Regions from separate parts of the Muntiacus reevesi genome. Here region 2 is linked to region 1. The links are chromatin contacts, called in public Hi-C maps. All regions are on one chromosome and are shown on one strand. Each heading gives the region's core, a stretch centred on a gene start, on an enhancer-like site or on the middle of the called end of the contact. The rest is flanking DNA. Distances are from core to core; before and after follow the strand shown.

Region 1 (7,711 bases), core at 1,847-4,346:
GAAGAGCAGGTGAGGGCACACACCAGCGAGGCCGAGTTCCGGGTGAGGACTCAAACCTGCCAAGAACTCATGTGAAGTCAAGAGAGCGGCGCGATCTCCCTGAGCCTCAATTTCCTCACCTGTAAAATGGGGCTGAAGGCCCATTTCACAGCGTTGTTGCTGGGGTTACATCGAGTCACCCATGGAAAAGTGCCTGCCATGCCCAGGGCCTACATCATTAGCAATTAGAGCATCGAACTGTTTTTTTTTTTGGCTGCACCACATAGTTTGTGTCATCCTAGTTCCCCGACCAAGGACTGAATCCAGGCCTTGGGCAGTGAAAGCCTGGAGTCCTAACCACTGGACCGCCAGGGAATTCCTCAGTATCTAGTTTCAAAACTGACGAAAGGAATCAAGTCGGTGAGACCAAAGACAAGAGGCCAGCGGCTCCTGTGCAGTGATGCCTGCAGTGAGGACAGATCCTTAAAGACACTGGAATGGTTTCAAACGAGTGGCTCCCAGGAGGTAACTGGAACAAACCAGTCAACCCAGCAGACACAGGTGGACTGAGGGCCGCAGGGTCCAAGCAGAAGACGCGGGGCCCCCGTCAGCACCTGGCCCTGCAGAAGGCAGCGTGGCCGCACCAGGAGACCCTTGTGCTGAGACGGCTGTTGTGGGCGCTGCATGGAGCACAGTGGTCCCTTGCAGCCACGCCCGACGGCACTGCATCTGAACACAGTGCAGCAAAGCTTCTCCTCTCCACGAGCCGTGTGTGACAAAACCCCCACGGGATGCGTGTGGACCCGTAAATCAGAAACCCAACCTGAGGGCGCACGGAGCAGGCTGAGCTGCTGAGGGGCGGAGGGCGGGCTGCACACGCCTGACCTCGCAGACGAGCTCCATCAGTCTGATTCGAACAAGGCAGGAGCCCTGGATCTGCGATGTGACCTCCCTGACCTTCCGCATCCCACCACGTTCACAGACACTACACGGTTTTTCTTACCTTTCTTGACAAAAGTATTGATGAATTCATGTGTGATTAACTCATAAAGAGGTAAAGCCTTCACAAAGTAATAGGGTCCAAATTCCATGACCAGATCTTTCAGTTCTTTTGATAGCATCCCACATTCAGGAATCAGAAAGGAAACCTATTGGAATATACAATATAAAAAACTTATTTTTTTTATTAATAATAGAAACATGGTTGACTTACATTATTATACTAGTTCCATGTGTACAGCATGTAATTCAGTATTTTTGCAGATTATACTCCACTATAGGTTTAAACAACTTTTATTTTCATGCAGATCAACACCCAGGATTTAGTGACAACACAACATAATTAAGGCTATTAACCATTCCTCCACAGCTCTCAACAAAACTCTGAAATTAATTTACTAATCTCAGGAAAAGAGAAATCCAACAATTCAAGTTTTCCATTTCTGAATTCAAGTGTACAGTATAGGAAAATTGAATGAAAAAAATAATTTTAATGGGAAACTCTTGCTTGAGTTTTATCTTTTGAAAATAAACAATATATTTGATATCCTGTTCCTGTCACTACATTAACTAATTTTTAGGGAAACAGTACGAATGATGGCTTCCCTGGAGTCTCAGTGGTAAAGAATCTGACTGCCAATGCAAGAGACGTGGGTTCAGTCCCTGGTTCAGGAAGATCCCCTGGAAAAGTACATGGCAACCCACTCCGGTATTCTTGCCTGGAAAATCCCATGGACAGAAGGAGCCTGATGGGCTATAGTGCATGGGGTCACAGAGTCAGACACGACTTAGGGACTCAACTGCAAGTACAAGTGAATATCCCCAGATCTGTGTATCCTGGTACTAGGCTGGAATCAGAGGAACTGTCCCTTAGGGTGTAAGGAATTTAGGGACACTGGGTGTTCCCACTGTCCTGACAGAAAAGCTCTGCACGTGGGCCGGGGCGGACACTGTGCACCTCCCAGACGTCTGTCTGTGATGAGCTCTCCACCCAGAGGAGAGACGTTCAACCTGACAGGTTTCAAGCGGTGCCCGGCTACTCCACACCTTGAAAAAGGCCACTCTCCCAAAGCGGGGACACCAGTGTCCCCAAAGGACTGGGGTCGCCACTTGTGTCTGAGACACTGGCCAGTGAGGCCTGAGTTGAGATTAGGCTGATCAACTTAAAAGTGTGAGACGCTTCACGGACTTCCATTTTAAGGTCTAGTCTGGAGTCCTCCCCACTTGCACGGGTCGGTGAAGCCTTCCCAGCAGACAGCGCCCGGGAATCGGGGGTGTCTCCTCCTCTCAGCAGGTCCAGTAACTAACCCCACTGACGCCTCAGCGCGAAAAGGGCCCCGGGGCGGGCGACGCTTCCAGGAAACAGCAGCAAACATCGCTGTGGGCAAGGCCACCGAGGCGAATTTCTGCCAAAAGGTGCCCAAATGTCGCCCTGGCGCTCTGGCTGGACAAGGCGGAAGGCAGCGGACAGAAGGAAGACCTCAGGGATCAAACCAACGCCCGTAAGCGATTCAGAGGAGCAAGCAGCTCCCGTGCGGGACCGGGCTCGACGCTCCGGGGAGACACGCGGGTGCGTGGCTGGCGCAGGAAGCCAGCGGCGGGGAAGCAGCGCGGCCGCCCCGCCCATCCTGGCCCCCCCGCCCATCCTGGCCCCGCCCATCTCCCGGGCCCGCCCCCATGACGCAGCACGCCTGGGGCGGGGCCAGACAGAGACCCCCATGAACCCTGCCCCGCCCTCCGACGTCGGGGCACCGCCCCCGCACCGGTGCACCCTGGGGCTTGTGGTCCTGAAGCGAGTCAACACACGAGCCTGGAGCCACGGAGACTACAGCTCCCAGCATGCCGAGCGAGGGCCCCGCCCCGCCGCGCGACGAAGGCGGGCCCCCGGAGCAGAGCCCGGCTCTCCCTCAGCCTCCGGCGCCCGCGGGAGGGAGGGTGCGCGATTCGCGGACCCAGGGCCAGGACTCACCCTGTAATTGTGATAGTGCGTCTCCACGAGATGCCGGTGGCGCGACTTGTCATGGCCGAAGTTGGACTTCTCGCAGACCAGCAGGTGCCGGGGCACCTCTCGCAGCCGGCGCAGCGTGGCCATCCTCTCCCCGCGCCTCCCGGCTCGGCTCGCCCCGCCCCTTTCCTCGCCCCGCCCCGCCCCTTTCCTCGCCCCGCCCCGCCCCTTTCCTCGCCCCGCCCCCTTCCCGCGGGCGTGCGCAGTGAACGCAGGGCGCACGTGCGGAGGCGGCCCGGGTAGGGGCGGGGCTAGCGCCGGGGGCGGGGCTAGGCCTCCGGAACCTCAGCCGAAGCTCTCTGATGGGTACTGGAGAGGCGCGCTGCCGGGAGTGAGTTCTATGGCCAGACTCCCTCCTCTGGGCCCCAGGTTGCCCTTTTCCAAACTGTCAAGGAGGTTTCTGTTTGATACTTTCAATGGGACTCCTTCAGAACCACTTTTAAGATCCTTTTACAAATGTCCTTTTGGGGAATGCTCTAGCCATCCAGGGTTTGTATTCGGTCTTACAGTGCTGGAGCCAGGCTTCAGTCCCTGGTTGGGGAAATGCAGATCCCACAAGCCGGCGCAACCAAAAAAAAAAAAACAAAAGAAAAAAAGAAAAGAAAGGAAAATAGCCTTTTGGAACCGCTTTTAATAGTTTGTTGCTATTGGAAGTTATAGTGACAATTCGTTTTTCCATCTAATCTTTCTGACCAAGTACTGTCCTACTACGCACTTCTCAAACTGGAGTCTGCACAGCCCAATTCTATGCAGAGAGGATGCAAAACAACAGAATATTTGTGGCACAACTTTCTGGAGCATCACTTTTACTATAAGATTTGGAAGAATAGAAGTTAAATAATTTAGAAGATGCATGGATGCGTGTGTACTCAGTCGTGTCCAACTCTCTTGCGACCCCATGGACTGTAGCCCGCCAGGCTCCTCTGTCCGTGGGATTTCCCAGTCAAGAATACTGGAGTGGGTAGCCATTGCCTTCTCCAGGGGATCTTCCTGACCCAGAGATTGAACCCACATCTCTTGAATTGTAGGCGGATTCTTTACCACTAAGACAATTTAGAAGATAAGTATGTGTAAGTCTGGGCTTCCCAAGTGGTGCTCGTGGGAAAGAATCCTCCTAGCAATGCAGGAGACATGAGAGAGGAGGGTTCTATCCCCTAAAGGAGGAAATGGCAACCCACGCCAGTCACATGTGTAAATCTAATCTAAAACTAAGACAGACTGGACAGTTTTTCATCATTACTCCTATGCCTCAAATGTCATATTTTCTCTGCAAATATTCTAAGGGACACCAGTTTTCTATTATTTTAAATAGGAAGAATGACAAAGGAATAGCAAGTTGATCAAAAAACTACCGATTTCCTAAATCACAAGGCACTTAGATACAACTTAAAAATACCGTATTAGAATGTAAGATGCTTAAGGCATTGCTTCATGGGCACCACACATTTCAGTAGCAGTGGCCTCTCTTAGACCTGCAATGTCAGAGGTGGACCTCTCCTTGGCTGGTACTCCAAAGCTCTGCGAAGTGACTGTTGCGATTCTGACGGTCTACCAGTAACGTGTGAAAGCAACAGGAAGCTCTTCTAACAAGCCATTTAGGTTAAAATGTTGTATTAACTTTTGAAGGCTCCCTGTAACTTCTGTACGTGTAAACTTCAGCTTTTCTCTACAATACTTCATCAAAATGGCTCTGTAGCCCCTCCCCAGTGTCTCCAGCCTACAACACCGTCGGCCGCCTTCCCCTCTCTCTGCTCACTGCCAGTCCCAGCCTCCCGACCGTCTTGCCCTGCTAGAGTCAGCATCCAGGCTGACCTCTTGAATATATGAACAACATGACATTGTGTCCAGGGCCCAGCACCTACACCTGTCTGCACCACACACCGATTAACAGTAGAGACGCTTCTTTATGACTTGCTGGGTTCTGGGCACATAGTAAATACGTGTGAATGACTCTCCAACCACTTACTGCCCCTGGAGGACAAGGGGCATACTCTATTCACATCTCCAGCTCTCGCACCATTCAAGCACATGGTAGCTGCCCCATAAATACGGTTGTTTAACAAATACTTCTTACCCATATTTCCATACCCAGATCCTAACCTTCCATCAGGAGTCAAAACATTAAAGACTTGTATAAATGAACTTGCACTCGAATAGAGGACTGGCCCGGGGAGGGGCTGGTCCAGTTTAAGGTGGGTTTGCAGTGGACAGCAGGTGGTCAGCCCGAAGGGCTCGCTCCCCGTCTGCTCTCCAGCCTGTGAGGAGGGCAGAGGAGCCACCGCCCTCCCGTTGGGCCTGGATCAGGCTCCCCCTGAAGCTGGGGCTCTGGCCCTTGTGGGCTCAGGCCTGGAGGGCACAGCGCCTCAGGCTGAACGGGCCTCCGTCCAGGCTCAGCGATTCCAGCACTCTGGACAGCTCCGTTTTCCTCCAGGTGTCGGGGGTAGAGTCTGGGATCAGGACCCTGTCCCGCGTGTGCAGAGAAGGACTCAGGGCCTGCAGACAAGCTGACTCACAAGGAGCTCTGAAGAGTGCTGCCCACCGTGGCTGGCGGTCTCATCTCTCCCACGACTGGACTGTCGAGAGACACGGGATCACCAACCAGAGGCCACAACCTGAGCCTTGGAGGCTGCAGAGCCCGAGGTTTAGGGCCTAAGCTCACGGGCAGAGGAAGGATGCAGTTGTGGGTGGGAGGGCTGAGGGCGGGGGCTTCACGTGGGCGATGCAGCCCTCTGGCTGGGCTGTCCTGCGGCCCAGAAGCCCAGCTGGTCATCACTTGGTCAGGTTCAGGCCATCAGTGAGTCCGGGACTGCGCCCACGTGCAGCCCACGCACAGCACTGACGCAGCCTGCCGGTCCTCATGGTTGGGGGGTGTCTCCTTTGGTTTCTGTTTGTCTGAGAAAGTATATGTCCCTTCACTTTTGAAGGATAATTTCACTGGATTCTAAGTTGAAGAGATTTTCCAATTTTGCTTACATGATTTGTGAGACATCAGATTAAATTTTATCCCTGTCCCTCTAGGGGGAAGGTGTTTATTTTCTCTGCTTTCTTCAAGCTTTTCTTTGTCCCTGATTTTTCTGCAGTTAGAATATAATATGTCTTAGTGTAGGGTGTTGTTTTTTTTTTTTTTTGTATTTGCCTGCATAATGCTCTGTGAGATTCCTGGATCTGTGGTTTGGTGCTTATCATTAATTGGGGGAAATTCTCAACTATTATTACTTCAAATATTTCTTCCGTTCCTTTCTCTTTTCCTTCTGGTAGTGCTATTATTTGTATGTTACACCTTTTGTAGTTGTCTCACAGTTACATTATTTTTGATTTCAGGCATTCCTTTGGACTCTTTCTTGGTTTCCATCTCTGCTTATATTAACCACCTGTTCTCACAAGTGGGCTTCCCTGATAGCTCAGTTGGTGAAGAATCTGCCTGCAATGTAGGAGACTCCGGTTTGATTCCTGGGTCGGGAAGATCCCCTGGAGAGGGATAGGTTACCCACTGCAGTATTGTTGGGCTTCCCTGTGGCTTAGCTGGTAAAGAATCCGCCTGGAATGCGGGAGACCTGGGTTCAATCCCTGGGTTGGAAGATTCCCCTGGAGAAGGGAAAGGCTACCCACTCCAGTATTCTGGCCTGCATAGTCCGTGGGGTTGCAGAGTCGGTCACGACTGAGCGAGTTCTCTCAAGTCATCCACTTTCTCCATTAGGGCCCTTCGCATGTTAATCCTAGTTATTTCAATTCCTGGTCCAATAATGCTGCAGTTTCCACCATATCTGAGTCTGGTTCTGATGCTTGCTCTGTCTTTTCAAGCTGTGTTTTTTCCCTTTGTAGTACACTTTGTAACTTTTTGTTGCAAGATGGGACACAATGTCCTGGGTAGAAGTAAATATGCTTTGAGTGTGACGCTTGTTTGTATGGCTGGAAGTTAAGCTGCGTTTGCTCTCTGCTGTAGCAGGAGGTGTGGGAGGCTGGAATTCCCCCTGTCCTTGTCTTCCCGTCCCTCATGCTCTCCGGGTTCTGCTAGAGATTTTCTCTTAGATGAGGCTCTCCGTTCTTCCCACTGTCACCTGTGCTTGACGCGGTGCCCTCCGATGTGGTGGTGAAACGTGTCAGACCTCTCAGTGGGGCTGTGCCCGGGTCTGTGAGGTGCTCCACCCCGCCCCGTCCCCACTCAGGTGAGACCGGGGGGCCAGGAGGGGCTGCGGCCGGGTATTTGCCCTCCCTCAGGACTGTGCTAAGTCACTCCAGTCGTGTCCGACTCTCTGCGACCCCGTCCCTGGGATTCTCCAGGCAAGAACACTGGAGCGGGGTGCCATTTCCTTCTCCAATGCATAAAAGTGAACAGTGAAAGTGAAGTCGCCCAGTGATGTCCGACTCTTCGCGACCCCATGGACTGCAGCCCACCAGGCTCCTCCGTCCATGGGATTTTCCAGGCAAGAGCACTGGAGTGGGGTGCCATTGCCTTCAGGAATGTGAGGCTCTGCTTATTCCCACGGAGGCGAGGCTCCGGTGAAAGTTTCCTTGCGGAAGGGCTTTTGTGAAGAACAGAACGCTCCGGGCATATTTCCAAAGACTGCTTCTTCCTTCTCCTGTGGAAAGCAGGAGAGTTTTTCTCTGATGTTCATCCTGAACACCTGGGAGGCCCCTGTGAGTAAGCTCACGGAAGTGTGGGCGCCTTAGATAAGACTGGTGTGTGCACGCGTGCTCAGTCATGTCCGACTCTTCGCGACCCCATGG
Region 2 (7,711 bases), core at 2,858-5,357, 130 kb before region 1:
AGTAGGGGCCGCTGGTATCCAGTTCAGGCTTTCAGGGGAGACTTCGTTGGCTGTAAATTCAGAGAAGGGCCTAGCACCTGAATTCATTTTATGAGTTTCCTGTGTTTCTCTCTTTTGCTTTGTAAGGCCTGAAATTTTCTTACTTTCTTTTGAGTGATTGAGAGAGGAATTTCCTCAAGTTTTATGGATGAATACTCTATAACAAGAATGACATTTAACTTCTCCTTGGTCTCAGTGTGCACAAACCAACCAACTTAGGTCACTTCTCGATAAAAACTTCAGTTAAATTTTAGGTTTTGGTGGAGGTAGCCAAGATAGATTTTGCTTTGGGGGTGCATAATGAAGGGGATCATTATCGGCCCTTTTCCAAGCCACCCAACCTTAAAATGCCTCCAACTCTGAGAGCAGTGGTTGCTAGAGCTTGGCTTCTTTTGTCTTTCCTGTCCCATCCCCCATCTCCTTTCGGGAGACTTGGGATTCAAATGTAGATGAAATGCAGATTCTTGGGAGAATGGAAGAAGTGATTGGTTGGGATGTCGAGTGGGGAAAGGAAAGAACTTCTAATTTAAGATGTTAGCCATTGTTCTGCCAAGATGCGGAGTGGCTTTAACTCCTGATCTTGAGAGTCCTGAGTGGAGCCGACTGTCGATTACCCATTGTCCGTATAAATTTGGAAAAGGAGTTAGCTGGTATCTGCTGGTCTCCATCACACACTCACCTCAGGTAAGAATTGAAGCTTTGAACCGGTAGATGTGTATTTTAATCACATGTGTCCATCTTCTTCCTTCTCGACGTTTCGGTAATCTTTGAGATTTGTGTATTTCACTAGTACAAACCGTTGTGCCGCATGTATTTTTGGCACAATGCGGATATCTTCCTTGATGTGTTTAAGGGATGTGATTGCACTTTTATTCTCAATTCACCGAGAAAGTACTTTCACAGCACCCACACACGTGGTCATGGTAACTACTGCAAAACTTCACTTTTTGATAAAAGGTGGTATAAATTCAAAGCCATTACATGATCTTGGACATATTTGCTTCTGTTATGAGCACCGCTAAGATGTTTATATTTAAAAAGTGAGGGGAGAGAGTAGAATTTGCTTGAAAGTAAGACAGATTGAACTAAGGAGGTGAAATACATAAAGAAAACCGTATTAAACAAACCAGGGGTGTTTTAGGTGAATGAGGGGAACAAAGTGGACAGCTGGCCTCAATTTCTCAGTCACTAGTTGGGTACTTCAGTACAGGTCTCCTCTGCTTTGTTCTTAAATTAAGATGGAAACCAGCTAATCACGGGAGGAGAGAGAGAGATGAGCTTAGGGGAATGGCTTGGTTACTCCTGGTTTGTTACCGAGGTGACTTCTACCTAGTGGTTACTCTTAATATTTATGCTGGTCACAGCAGCATAAATAACCCAGGTCATCAGGATTGAAGGTCCGTATACATCGGATTTTGGAGTTACTTTTTTTTTTTTTTTAATGCTGTAATCCCCTCTTCCTTCTTAATATTTATGCTGGTCACAGCAGCATAAATAACCCAGGTCATCAGGATTGAAGGTCCGTATACCTCGGATTTTGGAGTTACCTTTTTTTTTTAATGCTGTAATCCCCTCTTCCTTTTTCCCCCCAGTGAGCGAAGTCTCCTTGTGTTAGGGTTGCTGTGTGTCAAATGAACTAGCTCCAAATCTGAGAATAGTAGTTGTGGATGTCTTCACAGCCTCCTGTCTTCCTCCCCTCTCCTCGGTAACAGTGGGGGCTTTATATTTATTTCGGTCTGTGACTGTATAGAGGTTTCTAGTTAAGATGTGTGTGTTCATTTTATACTGAGGGTCCCTCTTTTTTTTTTTTTTTTTTTGGGTCCCTCTTTTTTGTTCGTGTATTTATTGGGCTTGTGTGACTCTGAACCACCTCCCGCAAGTCTTTGAGCACCAGCATAGGTGGGCGACCACCGTTTTGAGACTTGGAGGCTACAGGGTGCTAGTCCTTGCCTTCAAGGAGCTTACAACTATGGTTGATGAATTTGTGTGCCAGAGAGGCGATAAGCAGATGTAGCAAATAATACGTTCAGTGAAAGGCAAAGAGGAGCTCGTGTTTGGGAGGGAGAGAGAATTGCCTGGACGGGTTGAGAAGGTGGGAACTTTGCGATGCTGTTGTCAAGATGTAAGATAATGGAATCAGAATTGTATTAGGTGTCAGGGGTTTGCTGTGGACGCCGGGATTCCAATTCACAGAATAAAAACCCTGCTTTGTAGGTATAGTGTGGGGGCTGGAGAGTCAAACTTGAAGATGCGATCTGTAAGAAGGTCCTAGTCTAGAAACCGGGGTGGGAGGGAAGAGTGGACAAAACAGAGTCCGCAAAGGTGAGCTCCGAGTGGCTGCGGTGACTCATTCGGTCCTGGAAGTCAGGAGGCTTTGCTTTTGGGGTGACGTCGGAGCAGGAGTTCACGGTTGAATGGGGGGGCATTCCAGGCAGAGGGGGTTGCAGGCGGCGTGGAGACAATGGTGATTCGACTTGAAGTGACTTAAGGGCAGGCGCTGCGCTCGTTTGTGGGCGTGGGGACGCTGGAATTCCAATTCACCGGGGTGGGGGGAGCTTCTTTTGTAGGTAGAGGACGGTGTGGCAGGAAGGCCAGCGGGGTCCGTGAGAAGCCTTTTGGTCATTAAACTGCGTACGGGGCACCATCGAATGGGGTTTGAAGAAGGAAACTGGTGGGAGGAGCCTTGTTTTTCGGAGGTCGGTTTCTAGTTCCCTGGAGCCGGGGGCACCGGGATCGGGGCGGCCGGGGAAGATGCCCCGGGGACGGCGAGGGCTGGGTTTGATGGGGCCACGTGAAGCGGCCTGTCCGCAGGGCCCCGCGAGGTCCCCTTCTCCTCGCAAGGAGGCTGCCGGCGGCCGGCTGTTTGGGGCAGTCGAGCCACGCAGCTCCTTCCTCGTTTCGCAGCGATGGGGTGACGTCCAGGGTCCCGGCAGGTGTGCCCAGGGGGCCGGCCTACGACGCCCCTCTCCCGCGGCGAGTGCAGGGGGAGCTTGCCCATCGCCGGTCACCGAGCTGTCCCCGCCCCGCCCAGGAGAACCACGACTGACAGCCCCGTTCCCTGGGAACCCAGACTTTTCCCCGGAGCCCGGCCCCTCCTCCCAGCTCCTGTTCGGGGGAGGCGGGCGCTCAAGAGGAACAGGGAGGCCCGGCGCGGGGGAAGCTGCGGGCCGGGCGCAGGCGGCCGCGCCCTCGCGCCGCCCCGGCCCCCGCCCCCCGGCCTGCCGCCGAGCGGGTGCGCGCTCCGGCTCCGGGACTTGGCAGCGGCCGCGGGGGAGGCGGGCACGTGGCTGGGCGGGGGCTCCACCTGGCCACGCCGCCAGCCCTCGGCGGGCTGGCCCGGCCCGGACGGGCTCCGCGCGCCACTGCCGTCGGGGTGGCGGGCTACGGGCGCCGGGCGGCGAGGCCCCGAGCCCAACCTCTGGCCCGCCGGTGCCCGCCCCCGTGCGCGCCGCCGCCCTCTGCCCCCAACGTCGAGGCGGGCGCGCGGCCCGGTCCGACCTCTGGAGATCCCCGGGGCGAGCAGGCCCCGCCCCTCAGGCCACGCCCGCCATCAGGCCACGCCCCTGCGCCCCGCGGCAACGCCCCCCACGTCGAGGCGGGCGCGCGGCCCGGCCCGACCTCCGGAGGTCCCTGGGGCGAGCTCGCCCCGCCCTCGCCCCGCCCCCGCGCGCCGCGACCACGCCCCCCACGTCGAGGCGGGCGCTCGACCCGGCCAGACCTCCGGAGGGCCCTGGGGCGAGTAGGCCCCGCCCCCGCGCGCCGCGGCCACGCCCCCCACGTCGAGGCGGGCGCGCGGCCCGGCCCGACCTCCGGAGGGCCCTGGGGCGAGCAAGCCCCACCCCCGCCCGCGGCCCCGCCCCCGAGTCAGACCCCGCCCCTTCCTGCCCGCCTTGCCGGCCGCCGGGCCCCAGCGCGGCCCGCCACTCCCCGCGCCGCCCCGGCCGCCGGCCGCCCCGCCCCGTCCCCCCCCGCCCCCCCGCGCGGGCGGCCCGAAAACCCGGAGCGTGGCTCGGCCGAGCCGGGCGGCCGCACTGGGCATGCTCAGTAGCCGGGGCAGGTTTTTCGGCCGCAAGTAGGAAGCTTTCTGCACTACCGCGGAGAGGGGGAGCCGCGGAGCCCGCGCGCCGCCGTGCACCGCCGCCGCGCCCGCCCCAGCCCGGCCCGGCCCCGCGGCGGCGCGATGAGCCCGAGCCCCAGCCGGCCCGCCGCGGAGTGAGCGCGGCGCGGAGGGCGCGTTGCGCAGCTGCTCCTGCGCACCGACCCGGCCGGCGGCCCGCAGCGGCAGGAGTGAGCGCCCACCCGCCCGGCGCCTCGCGGAGCAGGAAGCGCAGGCCACGCAGGGACCCGACTGGAACAAAGTGTGGGCCGCCGGCGGCGCGGCGCCTCGCCGGCCCTGCCCCGCGCCGCGCGCCCCGCCGCCCGCCATGGCCTCCGAGGAGCTGTACGAGGTAGCTCCCCTCCCCCGGCCCCCGCCCCGGTCGCGGGTTGCTGGACGGAAGCGCGCGCGCCCGAGTTTGCGGGCCGGAGCGCGGACGGGGCCGGAGTGCCGGCGGCGGGGCGCGGGGGCGCGGGGCGGAGCGCTGCGGGGCGGGGGGGCTTTCGCCTGCGGGGTTGGGGGGCGGGGGGTGCGGGGACGAGTGCGACTGTCTCCCGACTCTGTCGCCGGCCCGAGCGCTGCCCGACACCGCGCCGAGAGGGCCGAGCGTTGACCGCATGCTCTAATTAGGTTTGGCATTGTGGCCGGAGCCAGGAAATTTAAACCTAACGCGGATCCAACCGTCATTCATTTTTGCGCCGCGGCGGTGCGAGCTTCGAGAAGGGGGCCCCCGTCGGAACCGCGAGTTCTGGGCCACGGGTTTGCCAGCGTCGACTTGGAGCGGTGCGGTTGTCGGCTTGGATCTCCAGGCGTGTCTTGTGCGCCCCGATGTAACTTCTTGACGCGTTGCAAAGTCGACTTCCTGGGGAGTGCCGACGCTTGGAGAGCACTCTGTGCTTTCGGGTGCGTGTTTGTAAATACAGCTTCGTAAGAGACTGCACTTGTGGCTACTCGGTGGGGTCACCTCCGGTGCGTTTAGGGACCTGGGTGTTTAGGGACGTAGGGAAGCGTCTGTAACGCGTAGAGCCCCTCTGGCCCCCCGCGATCCCTTAATAAGAACCGGCCGAGCCTTCCGAGGTGTCCTCTCCTGCCGCTGCGTTACCGCCCTTGGCACAGCGTGCGGCTGTGGGGTGCCATCCGTGGTGGCCTTCTAGCAACTTTTTGTGCGAAAGTTCCCAGGAGGAGGCTGCCTTCCGTAGAATCCGTGGTCTGCCCGACATTGTACGTGGTCAGTGTACCTTAGCTGGCACTGAAGGTGTGCCATTCTGCTCAAGTTCTTTACACATTGGCTGTCCCCTCGTGTATTCAAGATAACTAACTGTCTTGGGTCATTTGGGTGTGCGTGCCTACTCAGTCGTGTCCCACTTTTTGCGACCCCTTGGACAGGAGCCAGACCAGGCTCCTCAGTCCATGGGATTCTCCAGGCCAGAATAGTGGAGTGGGTGGCCATTTCCTCAATCTCCAGGGGACCTTCCCAACCTAGGAACTGAACTAGAGTCTCCTGCACTCCCAGGAGGAGTCTTTACCCCGAGCCACTTGGGAAGCCCCATTTAGGGTACTAAAGGGGAAAAAAGAAAAAAGTCTCCTGTTCTCAAGCTTTCATTCTTTCTAAGAAAGAAAGTGGTGTTTGGGAAAGACCAGGAATTAGAGGCTGAGACATACAGTTGGGAAAGTACATAGCACAAGGACAGGAGGGATTTTGGTTTCTACATTAGACTGTTGGTGAAGATTTTAGGCCTGAGTGTTCACGCTTTCTTCATTTGTGAGGTTATAAATATGCAGTCGGGTCCCTTGTCCCCTTAGTGTTTGGGTGAGGGTAGCACCTTGTACGTGAGTTGTATCTCGTGTCACAAATTATTCTGAAGACAGCACTTTGAGCACTAGTGCATTATGAACCAGGTTTAGTTCTTCGCTTATTCTGTATCTTCAGGTTTTCTGCTCTGGTGGCAGCGTTCATTTATAAGTCACCTTCTGTGCAGAGCTTGCGTTCATAGAGCATGTCGTTGAATGCCTGCCCCGTGGAGGTTCCATGGGGAGCCAGGGAGGGATGGGGATGGGGATGGTTTGTACCTCCCAAGAGCTTCTCTCGGGAGAACGAAGAACATCGCAGAGGAACAACCCACCTGCACAGCGGAGCTGGTCATTCGGAGTTCTGATTTTAGGGAAAAGTGTTGCAGGGGGTCCAGTTGAGGTGACAGTCGATCCTGTGGTCAGCGTCTTTCCAAGTGAGTTTTCTCACTTCTCCTTTACTTGTAGGCAGCACCGTGTCTATATTAGGATTGCAAGTTTATCTGAAAGTCCTGCGTAGCGATTGAGAGCCTGGATTTGGAGTCAGAAAACCTAGTTTTTGACATCACCTTGAGCAAATTAACCTTGAAAGCTCAGTGTCCTCATCTGTAAAATTGGAATCAAAGCTTCCCTCATAGAGATGTGAAGTTTAAATGAAAAAAAAACATGTAAAGCAGACCCACGGTTTCCAGAGAGAGCGCTCAGAAGAAGATGGTTGTTATTGTGTTTTAACTGATCTAAGGTGCCTCTCTGAGGTCTGGTTTTGTTTCCAAAGGTATAGAGTTGTCCTGGTTTAATCAAGGCGATATTCCTTGTGAGGCAGTTGTGTGAAGTAAACACTGCATCTGCCTGGCTGCTTGTCAGGTGGGGAGGGGAATGGAGTGGGAAGCGCCAGGCTACGTTAGTAACCAGTTCCTAGGGCACCAGTTGCCTGGTCTTGTCCAGTTCTGCTTAAATCGAAGTAGAAGTTTCTTGTTTGGGCTCCCCCTCCACAATTCCACAGGGATATGTTGGCAAAGAAGTTCAGAGTCTTGCATTTTGAAGTAACTTGGGGTGGTAAGAACAAGGCCTCTTGAACTTGGGTGAGTTCCTTAACTTTTGTTTTCTCACCTGAAAAGAAATGAGATCTCTGATGCTTAGCACGGTTTCTGGTCTGAAGTGATAGGTCCTTGGTCAGTGGTGAAGGGGTGATGGTAGCTGTGCCTCGGGAATACAAAAGAGAGAGAGCCTAGAAAGATGGAAGCAGCATCAGCCTTTCTGAGCATTGAAGAGCTGTTGTTGGTTGAGGGACAGATCTATTTACCTCCTGCGTCTCCAGCAGCTAGGATCAGGGGAGACAGATTTTTCTACATTTACCCATCCTACGGTGTTTATAGTGTACATAAGAACTTAAGTGTCCTTTAGGTCAGGGATCCACACACTTTCAGAGAAGGCAGTGGTGCCCCCTCCAGTCCTCCTGCCTGGAAAATCCCATGGACGGAGGAGCCTGGTGGGCTGCAGTCCATGGGGTCTCTGAGAGTCGGACACCACTGAGCCACTCACTGTCACTTTTCACTTTAATGTGTTGGAGAAGGAAATGGCAACCCACTCCAGTGTTCTTGCCTGGAGAACCCCAGGGACAGCAGAGCCTGATGGACTGTCGTCTGTGGCTTTGCACAGACTGAAGCGACTTAGCAGCCGCAGCCACACACTTTGCTTCGAGGACCACAGTTGTTAATACTGGAGACCTTGCAGGCCGGGGCTGGTTGTTACCACCGCTCAGCCCTGGTGCTGTTGCTCAGAAGCATC

The links. Hi-C and Micro-C count contacts between places; a contact is called where the count stands out from the background.
Region 2: a Hi-C map of muscle shows a contact between it and region 1, with 8 times the contacts expected there. The contact joins the promoter of CDYL here to the promoter of RPP40 in region 1. A contact is called at or near these places in 2 of 3 Hi-C or Micro-C datasets (blood and muscle).

What each region holds. Positions count from the first base shown.
Region 1 is chr20:49,669,012-49,676,722 of mMunRee1.1, reverse strand. It overlaps RPP40 (ribonuclease P/MRP subunit p40), which reads right to left and starts at 3,096. Exons shown (of 8, transcript XM_065912869.1): 1 at 2,948-3,096; 2 at 983-1,127. The coding sequence starts at 3,070.
Region 2 is chr20:49,799,863-49,807,573 of mMunRee1.1, reverse strand. CDYL (chromodomain Y like) reads left to right here and starts at 4,107. Exons shown (of 7, transcript XM_065912856.1): 1 at 4,107-4,487. The coding sequence starts at 4,464.